Linked DNA regions of Macaca mulatta: all the other regions are linked to region 3. Evidence: chromatin contacts called from public Hi-C data. All regions are on one chromosome and are shown on one strand. The core of a region is the stretch at or near the end of the contact, and the rest is flanking DNA. Distances in the headings are between cores, read along the strand shown. Region 1 holds the start of KLHDC10 (kelch domain containing 10). Region 2 holds the start of TMEM209 (transmembrane protein 209). Region 3 holds the start of MEST (mesoderm specific transcript).

The links. A called contact is a pair of places that touch in the nucleus more often than the background predicts.
Region 1: a contact with region 3 is called in a Hi-C map of fetal cortex germinal zone, with 3 times the contacts expected there. The contact joins the promoter of KLHDC10 here to the promoter of MEST in region 3. A contact is called at or near these places in 3 of 14 Hi-C or Micro-C datasets (fetal cortex germinal zone, fetal cortical plate and liver).
Region 2: a Hi-C map of fetal cortical plate shows a contact between it and region 3, with 1.7 times the contacts expected there. The contact joins the promoter of TMEM209 here to the promoter of MEST in region 3. A contact is called at or near these places in 2 of 14 Hi-C or Micro-C datasets (fetal cortex germinal zone and fetal cortical plate).

What each region holds. Positions count from the first base shown.
Region 1 is chr3:169,749,617-169,753,101 of T2T-MMU8v2.0, forward strand. KLHDC10 (kelch domain containing 10) reads left to right here and starts at 1,657. Exons shown (of 10, transcript XM_077997333.1): 1 at 1,657-1,836. The coding sequence starts at 1,767.
Region 2 is chr3:169,889,505-169,892,920 of T2T-MMU8v2.0, forward strand. TMEM209 (transmembrane protein 209) reads right to left here and starts at 1,949. Exons shown (of 15, transcript NM_001257572.1): 1 at 1,925-1,949; 2 at 527-663; 3 at 345-403. The coding sequence starts at 1,927.
Region 3 is chr3:170,181,144-170,184,411 of T2T-MMU8v2.0, forward strand. MEST (mesoderm specific transcript) reads left to right here and starts at 1,434. Exons shown (of 12, transcript NM_001260942.1): 1 at 1,434-1,597. The coding sequence starts at 1,572.

The DNA of each region.
Region 1 (3,485 bases), core at 407-2,906, 430 kb before region 3:
CACGGGCTGGACGCGGTGGCTTGCACCTGTAATCCCATCACTTTGGAAGGCTGAGGCAGGTGGATCACCTGAGATCAGGAGGTGGAGAACAGCCTGGCCGACATGGTGGAAACCCATCTCTACTAAAAATATAAAAATTAGCCAGGTGTGGTGGTACATGCCTGTAATCCCAGCTACTTGGGAGGCTGAGGCAGGAGAATTGTTTGAACCTGAGAGGCAGAGGTTGCAGTGAACCGAGATCATGCCTTTGCACTCCAGTCTCAGCGACAGAGCAAGACTCCGTCTCAAAAAAAAAAAAAAAAAAAAGTTAACATATATTGTTTTTCATATTTTAGAACCACAGGCTTTTTTTTTTTTTTTTTAAAGTCTCAAACATTTCATAAGTAGTGTGCTATGGTGCTAGTAGCTAAAACATCTCTGCCTACAGGGACTGGAAGTAAGAAAACAAGGAGGCAGGGCCAGTGGCGACCAGAAATTTGCACACCAGGACCAAAGGGTATTTGTCCTCAGCTCCAGCAGAATTTCTTTTTTCCCCTGCAACCATGAAATGTTCTTCTAATGCAAAAGAAAAAAAATCTGTCACATCTAAGGACCTTGAAAAGTTTTGTTTCCCTTGAGGAATTTGATATGCTTTTTCCATATCATTTAGAAACATCAGTGTGTAGTCTGTTTTCCCAGTTTGCAATGCGCCCAGTAAGTCTCAAGCCAAAATTTCTGTTTAATTTTGGAACAATAGGACTCCTGATCGGCACATCGAAAGTTTTCTTTGATCTTGATCTTCCATACCCGTTACTGCCTTTTATTTAATTTTACATTTCCTTTTGATTATATATCTTCCAAGCTGATTAAAATTTTCTACTAGCCAAAAGGAGTTTGAGTGAACAAAAATATTTACAGAGCCATCAGCCATCTATGAGAATACCTTTTTCTTGGCATTCCACACACTGCCGGGTGTTATTTGAAAAATCTTTACTGAGGTAATAAGCCAAAAATGGTTTCTCATTGGGGTTTTATTTTGTATTTCTAAGATTACTGGTGAGAGTGAGCATTTTCCCGTATTTGTTAACCAGGTTTAAAACTGTTTGATTGGGACGTGGCTTATACAGGGACGAGTGCAGTTAATCCGACTGAAAGACAAATGAAACCCAGGAATATCTGGTTCTTACATTTTAACTTTGACTCCGCCCCGGGTCCCCTCACCCACCCCGACCCCAAGCAAGCCCTTTGTGTCAACTGTCAGGGAATGGGATCTCAGTCTGAAAAGCTGGCAGAATACCGTATTGCCCCCAAATATGTGTATTATGCTTATATCCAGTGTCTGATTGCAATGTTTACAGGAAAGAGTTCCTGAACCCTAACCAAACCTGAGGCACTGGCCGTCGCCGTGTTTCCGCAGGCGCGGCCTCTGACACTCGGCCTTCGATTGGCCCGCCTGGTCCCGCAGGAGTCGGGGTGACGCCGGCCAGCCCAGCGCGGACGATGAGAGCGAGGAGTGGCTGCTTCTGCCTTTCTCTCTCCCCACTTTTTTTTTTTTTTAGCCATAGCTATGGTTACCACGTTTCTCTCCGCCTCCCTCCACCTACCAAGAAAACGACTGACCATTGGCTGCCTTTCACCAAGGCGGTAAGTCATTGGTCTCTGGTGGGACCGGGCGCTGCCCCCTTCCCCTGTCTCCTGGGTCTCTGAAGGAGCCCAGGAAGGAGGTTCCGCTGGTGCCGCCGGGTCAGGCGCTGACGGGACCGGGCTGCGGCAATCGTTAGCGGGTCATGTCGGCCGCCCAGGGCTGGGACAGGAACCGCCGGAGGGGAGGAGGCGCCGCCGGCGCTGGTGGCGGAGGTAGCGGGGCCGGCGGGGGCAGTGGGGGCAGCGGGGGTCGGGGGACTGGCCAGCTCAACCGCTTCGTGCAACTCTCCGGGCGGCCGCACCTGCCAGGTGAGTCGTGGGACAGGGTCCTGACCGCTTGCGGGCGCGGCGGGCGGGAAGGTGACTGCTACCTTTTCTTTTTCTCCCTGGCTTTCTTTTCCTTGGGAGGAGGAAAGGCAGGCCCCACGCATAGCAGAGAGACTGGGGATCAGAGAAAAGGGAAGGTGTCTTTGAGGTCAGGGAGGGAACAGGAGCACAGCGAAGAAAAGTATCTTTGCTCTGTTGAAAGCTCTGTACTGAGAGTTGTGTTTTCTTTTCAAAGGAGAGGCCACTGTCTCATTGACATTTCCAAATGTTTCTGTTACTCGGTTCCCAATCTCTTCCCCTTCCGCAGTTTGATCTTGTAAATGAAAGACATTGGCGCCTAGCTGTGGGAAATTATTTCAAAAAGGGTGCCAAGTTAAGGAGAGAAGAGGGAAGCGCATTCCAAGGAGTGATTTTGTAAAAACTACCCGGGGTGTGTGTGTAAGAGGCATTCTGAAACAGAAGAAAGGGGTGGGGGAGTGTTGGCTGGGAGTGTATGGGAAAGAGAACCTACAGAATTAGGGAAAACTAGTTGGATTATTAATATTTTGGAATGTCCAGAGACAGAATGGATAATGGGGTCTAGGTTTTAGGGGAGAAAGTGAAGATCAAAAATATACCTAGTGACAAAATTATGCTGTGTTTACGATATAAAAACAACTAAGAATTGGAAAAATGTACCCCATACCATTATTTCACATTTTGGTCTACAGTGCTGTAGTCTTGAGTTCAGATGCTTTTGAAAACAAAATAAAATCAAGTGGCTATGTATGTGTAGACAATTTTAAAGAGGTACGTTTGTAATCGAATATTCAATCTAGTAGAAGGAAGGTAGGGAATTAAATAATGCACAGAATGTCAAATATCCCACTGGGCAAGCCTATTTTTACTATGAAAAGAACTATCAGGAATGATGTGTTAATTATTCATCGTGTTTTTTTGTGAATAATATTGATTATATTAGTGATATATTTGTTTAGCTGATGAGTTTTGAGAACATGATGAATTGATTTTTTTGAATTGTACTTATGACTGTGCCTTATACTTCTAAGTAGTCAAAAATTATTATTTGATTAAATTGAAGATGACAAAGGAAATTAATTTAGCACATTTAATGAGACAATTGCTTATGTTTGTGATGAGGTTATTGATGTGTGCTAGAAATGTACATTACACCATTTATATGCGCCATTAAAATTAAATCGAGGCATTTGTAAGTAATCATATAATATACCAGAAGTTGGGTTTGAGATGTTAATATCAGACTGGGCGCCCTAGAATTTCCAAATATATGATCCTTAACATGAAAAAGAAAAAAGGAGCAATCTTTATTCTTACTCCCAATTAACAATACAAACTTAGATTTTTGTGTATTGACAGCTTAGAAGATGGAACTCTTAGCAAGCACTGTCACCAGTTTGCCCTCTTCTACTGTAATCTTTAGGTCTTTGATCACGGATTAATTGTACCATGGGCTTCATGTAGGCATTCCTAGGTTCCTAGAACCTGGTTGGTGCACTTCCTCACTGCAACCACGT
Region 2 (3,416 bases), core at 699-3,198, 290 kb before region 3:
GCAGAAAGGGCATTTCAGGAGAGTAACAAAAACAAATCTCACTAACCTCTAAACTTATTTTTCTTCACAGAACTCATAATTACCTGAAGTGTTGTTTATTAATTTGATTGTCTAAGAGAATGTTCCTTTCATAATAGCAGGGTTTTACCTTGCTCCCTTTCTGCTGTATTCCCAGTTTTTACAACCCAGCAGGCAGGCAAATACTTGTTGAATAAGGAAATGTATACTAAGCTGAATTAAACCTAAAGGCAGTTTTTCATTGGTAAATGTATACTAAGCTGAATTAAACCTGAAAGTAGTTTTTCATTGGTAAATGTAAGTTACAGTGAAAATTAATTACTTACCAATATACCAGAGGGGCCAGTATGTCACATTGTAATATGAACTAATCAATTTTCCAGTCCTGAAAAAAAATTAGAAAGGCTTTCCAATGATCTTAAAAACACCAAAAATCAAAAACACAAAAATCTGTGGAACCAGTCACCAGCTTCTTAAATTTTCACTTTTTTTGGGCTGCTTCACTTACATTTCAGTATATATCATTCCAGCCATAGATACATTTAGGAGTCCCCAGGCTAAGACCACTTTTCTAGCCTCTGTTTCTTTTCTCATCTTGATGGTTCTGTCAATAAGGGAAGCACTAGGGTGTCCCTCCCCCTGCATCTATGAAAAAAACAAAAAGCACAGGAATTAACCAAAAGAAACTATTGCTCCATTTAAAAACCAAATTTTGCATCCCTTACAAAGGTAACTGAAACTACATATACCTTCTCTCATCTTTAAAATGTTTTACCAAAACTTTTTCCATTTTAGTATCAGTATATAGAAAGGGAACCCAAAATTATACATAACTTCATTGGCATCACAGTGTAATCAACAGAGAAGTGGCTGGCTATGTATTTATTTATTTAGAGACGGAGTCTTGCTGTCTCCCAGGCTAGAGTGCAGTGGTGTGATCTCGGCTCACTGCAACCTCCACCTCCCAGGTTCAAGCAATTCTCCTGCCTCAGACTCCCCAGTAGCCTGGATTACAGGCGCCCACCATCGTGCCCGGCTGAGTTTTGTATTTTTAGTAGAGATGGGGTTTCGACATCTTGGCCAGGCTGGTCTCGAACTCCTGACCTTGAGATCCATCCGCCTCAGCCTCCCAAAGTGTTGGGATTGCAGGCGTGAGCCACCGCGCCCAGCCGTGGCTGGTTATTTAAGAACAACTTAATACTTCCAATATATAAAAATGTCTTATTTTGTAATTTAAGGATTAATGATTATGTCTGGAAATACTTTGTATTTTGTCTTTGGGGTATGTTACAAGGACCAGGCAGAAGGCTAATTTCAGAAACTCAAAATATCAAGTTTGGGAGGCTATATTCCATATCTCCTGTAAGTCATAAGGACTCTTCTACATCCTCATGCAGACGCCATTACTATCTAAACAACTCTGCATTTGGACGGCTGTACTCCAGGGCTCTCCCTTTTGTGTGTGGATAAAGGATAAGGATTTAAGTTTCAGAAGGGCACGTACTCATGATGGGGTAGTGAGGGGAGTAAGAGGGAGAGAGGGGAAAACGTGCATTGTTTTGGTCCACATTTGGGATTTGTAATTCCTTTCTTCAGCTAGGCTCAACTCTTACAGACAATGCAAAATTTGTTCCAGCGACAAGGAGTTGTATCCCACAGGGCATAGAGCAACAGCCTTCGCACCACTCAGCCCCCGCGTCCCTTTCCCAGTCCAGAGCTTCCCTTCCCGGCTCCTCGGCACGAACTTCAGCGACTCTATTGCTTCTTTCTTCCCTTCCCCTAGAGAGGCGGGACACCTAGTCACATCCCCCCTCGGCTAAACCCCGAACAGATCAGCAGGCGCGGAACTCCCACAACCCGCGTGGATTCCAAAACAGGAAGCACAAACATGACCCCGAAAACGCACCGTGTCCTCTGGCCGGAAAACGCAGACTCCCGCCACTCTCTCTGGGCATGCGCGAAGCCAAGGGCAAGAGGGAGGCGACCGGCAGGCGGCTCTAAAGTTACCGGAAGAACTGGGCAGTCTCTTCTCGCGAGAAAGGGAGGGGTCGCAGGCCCTGGCGCTCGGAGCGTTACCAGGGAAACAGGTCTTGGTTTTGTGGCTCCCACTCAGCTGCGGGTGAAAGCTAAGCAGCAAAATTCAGAGAACCCGCAGTAAAAATAATTATAACGAGCCGAATTTTGTATCTATTAATATAATTTTAGCTTCCGTAGGGCATTTATAGACTCACATGTGTAAACTGATCAAGTAGGGTGGCTCACCGTAGGATAGAGTGGCATGATAAAGTGGCCAGGACACCATCAGTAACAAAGCATTTCTTTCTTTCCCCTATGCTAAAACATCTGTGTCAAGAGTTCTGACCCCATGTAAAGTCTTTTTTTGTTTGTTTGTTTGAGACAGGTTTTTGCCACGTTGGCCAGTCTGGCCTCTTATCTCCTAACCTCAAGGGATCCTCCCGCCTCAGCCTCCCAAACGCCTGCTGGCCTCCCACTGCCTTTTGGGATTACAGGCATGAGCCATGGCGCCAGCCTGAATTCTTAAATAATCTGTTTAGTAGGGTGCAGCAGTAACAAGCACACCCAAAATTTGTTTTATTGAAGTTGCTGGTGGTTTTGAGATTAAAAATAATAACAACACGTTTTCCTATGTATTTTCTGGAAGAGCTTCTCATCCTGAGGAAAAGGTTGGGCTTTGTTTCATTTAGCACAAGTGTGCCGCTGAGCGAGGTGCAGGGATATAGAAAATAAGAGCCCCCTGGTTACTACCCAGAGGAGCTCAACCCCAGCGGAGGCCCAAAGATGCATTTCGAAGGCAGGTGAGGTGGTGCAGTGCGCCCCAAGGAGGCCCGTACAGCCCAGCCCCAGCTCTCGCGAGCCTCCTGGAGGAGATGACGCGTTCGAGAGTCAACAGCCAGAATCCCAGGACCTGGGGATTTGTTCTGAAGTGTGCCTCTAATAAAAACATTAAACCATGTCACAATAAGCTACTGGATTATTACATCATGCATGCCCAATGGCCAAAGTTTTTCCTAAAATGATCGTAAGGTTAATACCGCGTGGTATTGTATATTAATGAAAATCGGCAGGTACCCTGTGCTCTTAAAGAGCTAACTTTTTTTAGTTAAGTTTTATCATTTTTAGATTGCTTTAGCAGCAATGTTGTTTTGCTCTAGTTTTAGATTTAGAGATGAACTAACTTGAAAATTGTTCAAAGTGAAGGAGCTCAAGGTACAGTCAAAATTAGAATACCAACTGGGCGCGGTGGCTCACGCCTGTAATCCAAACACTTTGGGAGGCCGAGGCGGGTGGATCACGAGGTTAGGAGATGGAGACCAGCCTGGCTAACACGCTGAATCCCCGCCTGTACTAAAAATACAAAAAATTAGTCGGGCGTGGTG
Region 3 (3,268 bases), core at 184-2,683:
TCTCGGGCCGGGGCTATTTCTCATTTATTTCGCATCCCCGGTTCTTAGCGCGCTGTAGGTGCTAAATCAGCTTTTGTTTCATGAGTGCGTTTACTGGGGGCAACCAGACCCCTGCAGAAGTGTACCTGTGTTGTGCCACAGGTTCTGATGACAGGCTTATAGGCGGTAGTTTCCTCAGTGTCCGTGGGTCGCCCTGGGTCACGGGTTGGAGGCCCTGCGGGCCAGCGCCGAACCTTTCGGGTGCAGAGTTACAGAGTCGCGGAGGGCCTGGGCCGTGCGCGACCGAAGGGAGGCCTGCAGCGCCCCCTCTGGATGCAGCGGGCACCGGCCGGCCGGCCGGCCGCCCCGCTCACCAGCTTGCGCCCCGCGTGCGTTCGCCAGTATTTCAGTTTATGGTCAGAAAATGAACACAGACACTTCGTGATACTCTACACTTTTCAAAGGCGTAAGGGATGCCTTTTAAAGGATTATGGTTAGAAAAATTCCTCCCTCTTTCTTGTGCCACTGAGCCCTTGCACTGTGATTCTATATTACGTAAATAAAGGGGGCTTTGCTCTCCTAATTGTGCCCACTCTTCTGTGCAGCGCGGACTGGCTCATGCAGGGAGCGGGGCTGCGAGGGCGCTGCTGTGGCCGGGAGTCTGGCATGCCGACCACGTCGCGCTGCTGTAAAGGAAACCTGCCCCGCGCGGTGGCGGTGGCTGGAGTGGCAGAAACCGGACTTTGTGCAACTTTGGCCATAGTGGCCATACCATGAATCTGTTTACTAGCTTGGTGGTGGGTCCAGCAGAGCTTGTCGCTCCCTAGCCGCTTGCTCGTGCCCTTGGTGGTTACCGGGAGTTAGGGACTTAGGGCGCGTAGGGCCCTCGTGGCTTGCCACCTCTCACGGTTCAGTACGAGGGACGGGAGCAAGCGCCACGGCCGGCACCCCCGAGCCCTGCTGCCCCTTAGGTCGAGCGGCCATCCTCCTGTGGGGCTTGTGGGCGGCCTGTGGGGTTTGTGGGTGGTCTAAGGAAAGTGTTGGGGCTCTCAGGGGTCTGCTGTTTTTGCCCGTGGCCTTAACTCGTCAGGGGAGGGTTTCTGCAGCAGAATCTCGGGCTCAGGGTTGGGGGTTCACGAGGGAGTAGCGGGGTCTTGGGGAGGGGGCTCGACACCCCTGAAGGTGCTCCCTAAAGGAGCCACTGTTAGAGGGGCACCCCATCTCTGTGGCCGTGGCAGTGGCAGAGTGGCTGGGAGGGGCTCTGCGGCGAGCGGGGGAGCAGGCGGTAGGGGTTCTGCGGCGATGGGCGGGCTAGGGGCGGGGCGCGGGTGGGCTCTAAAAGTCGGTGCCCACTCGCTCCGCGCTGCCGCGGCAACCAGCACACCACGGCACCTCCTCTGCGGCAGCTGCGCCTCGCAAGCGCAGTGCCGCAGCGCACGCCAGAGTGGCTGTAGCTGCCGGGCGCGGCGCCGCCCTGCGCTGCTGTGGGCTGCGGGCTGCGCCCCTGCTGCCGGCTGGCCCTGCACAGCTGCGGGCTCCGCGGCGCCCGGTGCTCTGCAACGCTGCGGCGGGCGGCATGGGATAACGCGGCCATGGTGCGCCGAGATCGCCTCCGCAGGTGGGTGTGCGGCGGGAACGAGGGGGTGTGGCTGGCCGCCCTGGGACTAGGGCGCGGGCGAGTGGCGGACTGCTTGCCCGTGCTCGAGCCGGGGCTGCCTTCGGGCGAAAACTCTACCGACAGGCGGCACGCATTCCGCGCCCGCTCTGCCTACTTGAGGAGGGGGTGTCACTCCTGCACGCAATGGAATGTTCAGAGCGCGGGACCTCTTTGGGTTAGGATTTCTAGACCCCGGGATTGCCTTGGTGAGATTTAGGATTTCTGGACCCCAGCGTTATCTTGATATGACTTGGGATCCATAATGACCCTGGTCTCACCCTGATACGAATTGGGATTTTTAGATCCTGGCATCACCCTGGCGCGATTTAGGATTTTTATACTCATTGTTGCAGCATGATTTAGGATTTCTAAACCCTAGCATCGCCCTGATTTGATTTAGGATATTTGGACTCTGGCTTCCCTCTGGTGCGATTCAGGATTCTTAGACTCCGCCTTTGCCGTGGCGCGATTTAGGATTTATAGATCCCGGCAAAGCCCTGGTGCGATGTAGGATTTTTAGACCCCGCCATTACCGTGGCGCGATTTAGGATTTCTAGACCCCCAAAGAGCCCTGGTGCGATGTAGGATTTTTAGCCCCGCCATTGCCGTGGTGCGACCTAAAGGATAGACCCTAGCATCGTCCTGGTGCGATTTAGAGTTTTTAGAACCCCAGTATCTCTGTGGCGCACCTTAGAATTTCAAAAACAAGATAATTGCAGTGCCGAGATCGCCGCGGTGCACCTTAGGATTTCAAGACCCAGGTACCACGGTGGCGGGAGTCACCGCAGAGTGACTACTTAAGTATTTTTTAGATTTCAGTAACAAGCGCGAGTGAGAACGGCGATGTGACCAAACGGTCATGTTGCGCAGCGATTGTTCGCCTTAGTTTCGCGGGTTTATAAAGTGGTTCATTCATTTTGCGGCGACGCCATCAGGTGGGCAGCAGGTTGGGTGATATTATTACGGGAGTGTGTTTTTCTGTTTACCAGATGAAGAAATCAAGGCCCAGAAATTTCTGGAAAGTTTGTTACTGGAGTTTGCTTATTTTCTCTGCTCATGGCTCATCAAATAATTGGGATTTTGGCCAAAAAATGTTTGCTTAACCCATTTCGCCTACTGACTGCTAGGCTGCTTCACTTCTAAAAATCCTAAAAGGTCATGGGGGCATTTTTACTGAGGTAATGAGACAAGAAACGGCTCCTTGAAAGGTTGCCGCTTTGCTTTCTTGGAGTAAGAGGAGGAGGGTGTGGAGGGGGGTGTCCAGGAGTGGAGTATGTTGGTCGATCGCCTCGATTTTTAACCCCCATTTTCCCTAAGCGCCAGCGGGGAAGCCTCCCCATTTGCCGCTCTGGCCGCCCCTCCCGGGGCTCTCTGCTGAGTCACTGCAGAGATTCAGCTGCTGGAACCCCATGGAGGAGCGCGATGAGAAGCACTGGGGGAAAGGAGTAATGAAATCCGCACATGAAAATGTATGCATTGAAGTAAAGGACAGATAGCGCTGGGCAACTGATCATCAAAACTTAATGCTTTTTGTCATCTGACCTTTCAAGGAGGTATTTGGGATATAGCCTGCTATTGTTGTGGGGTGAAAACTGTGATATAACTATCATGTTCTGGCACTTTTTTTTGAAC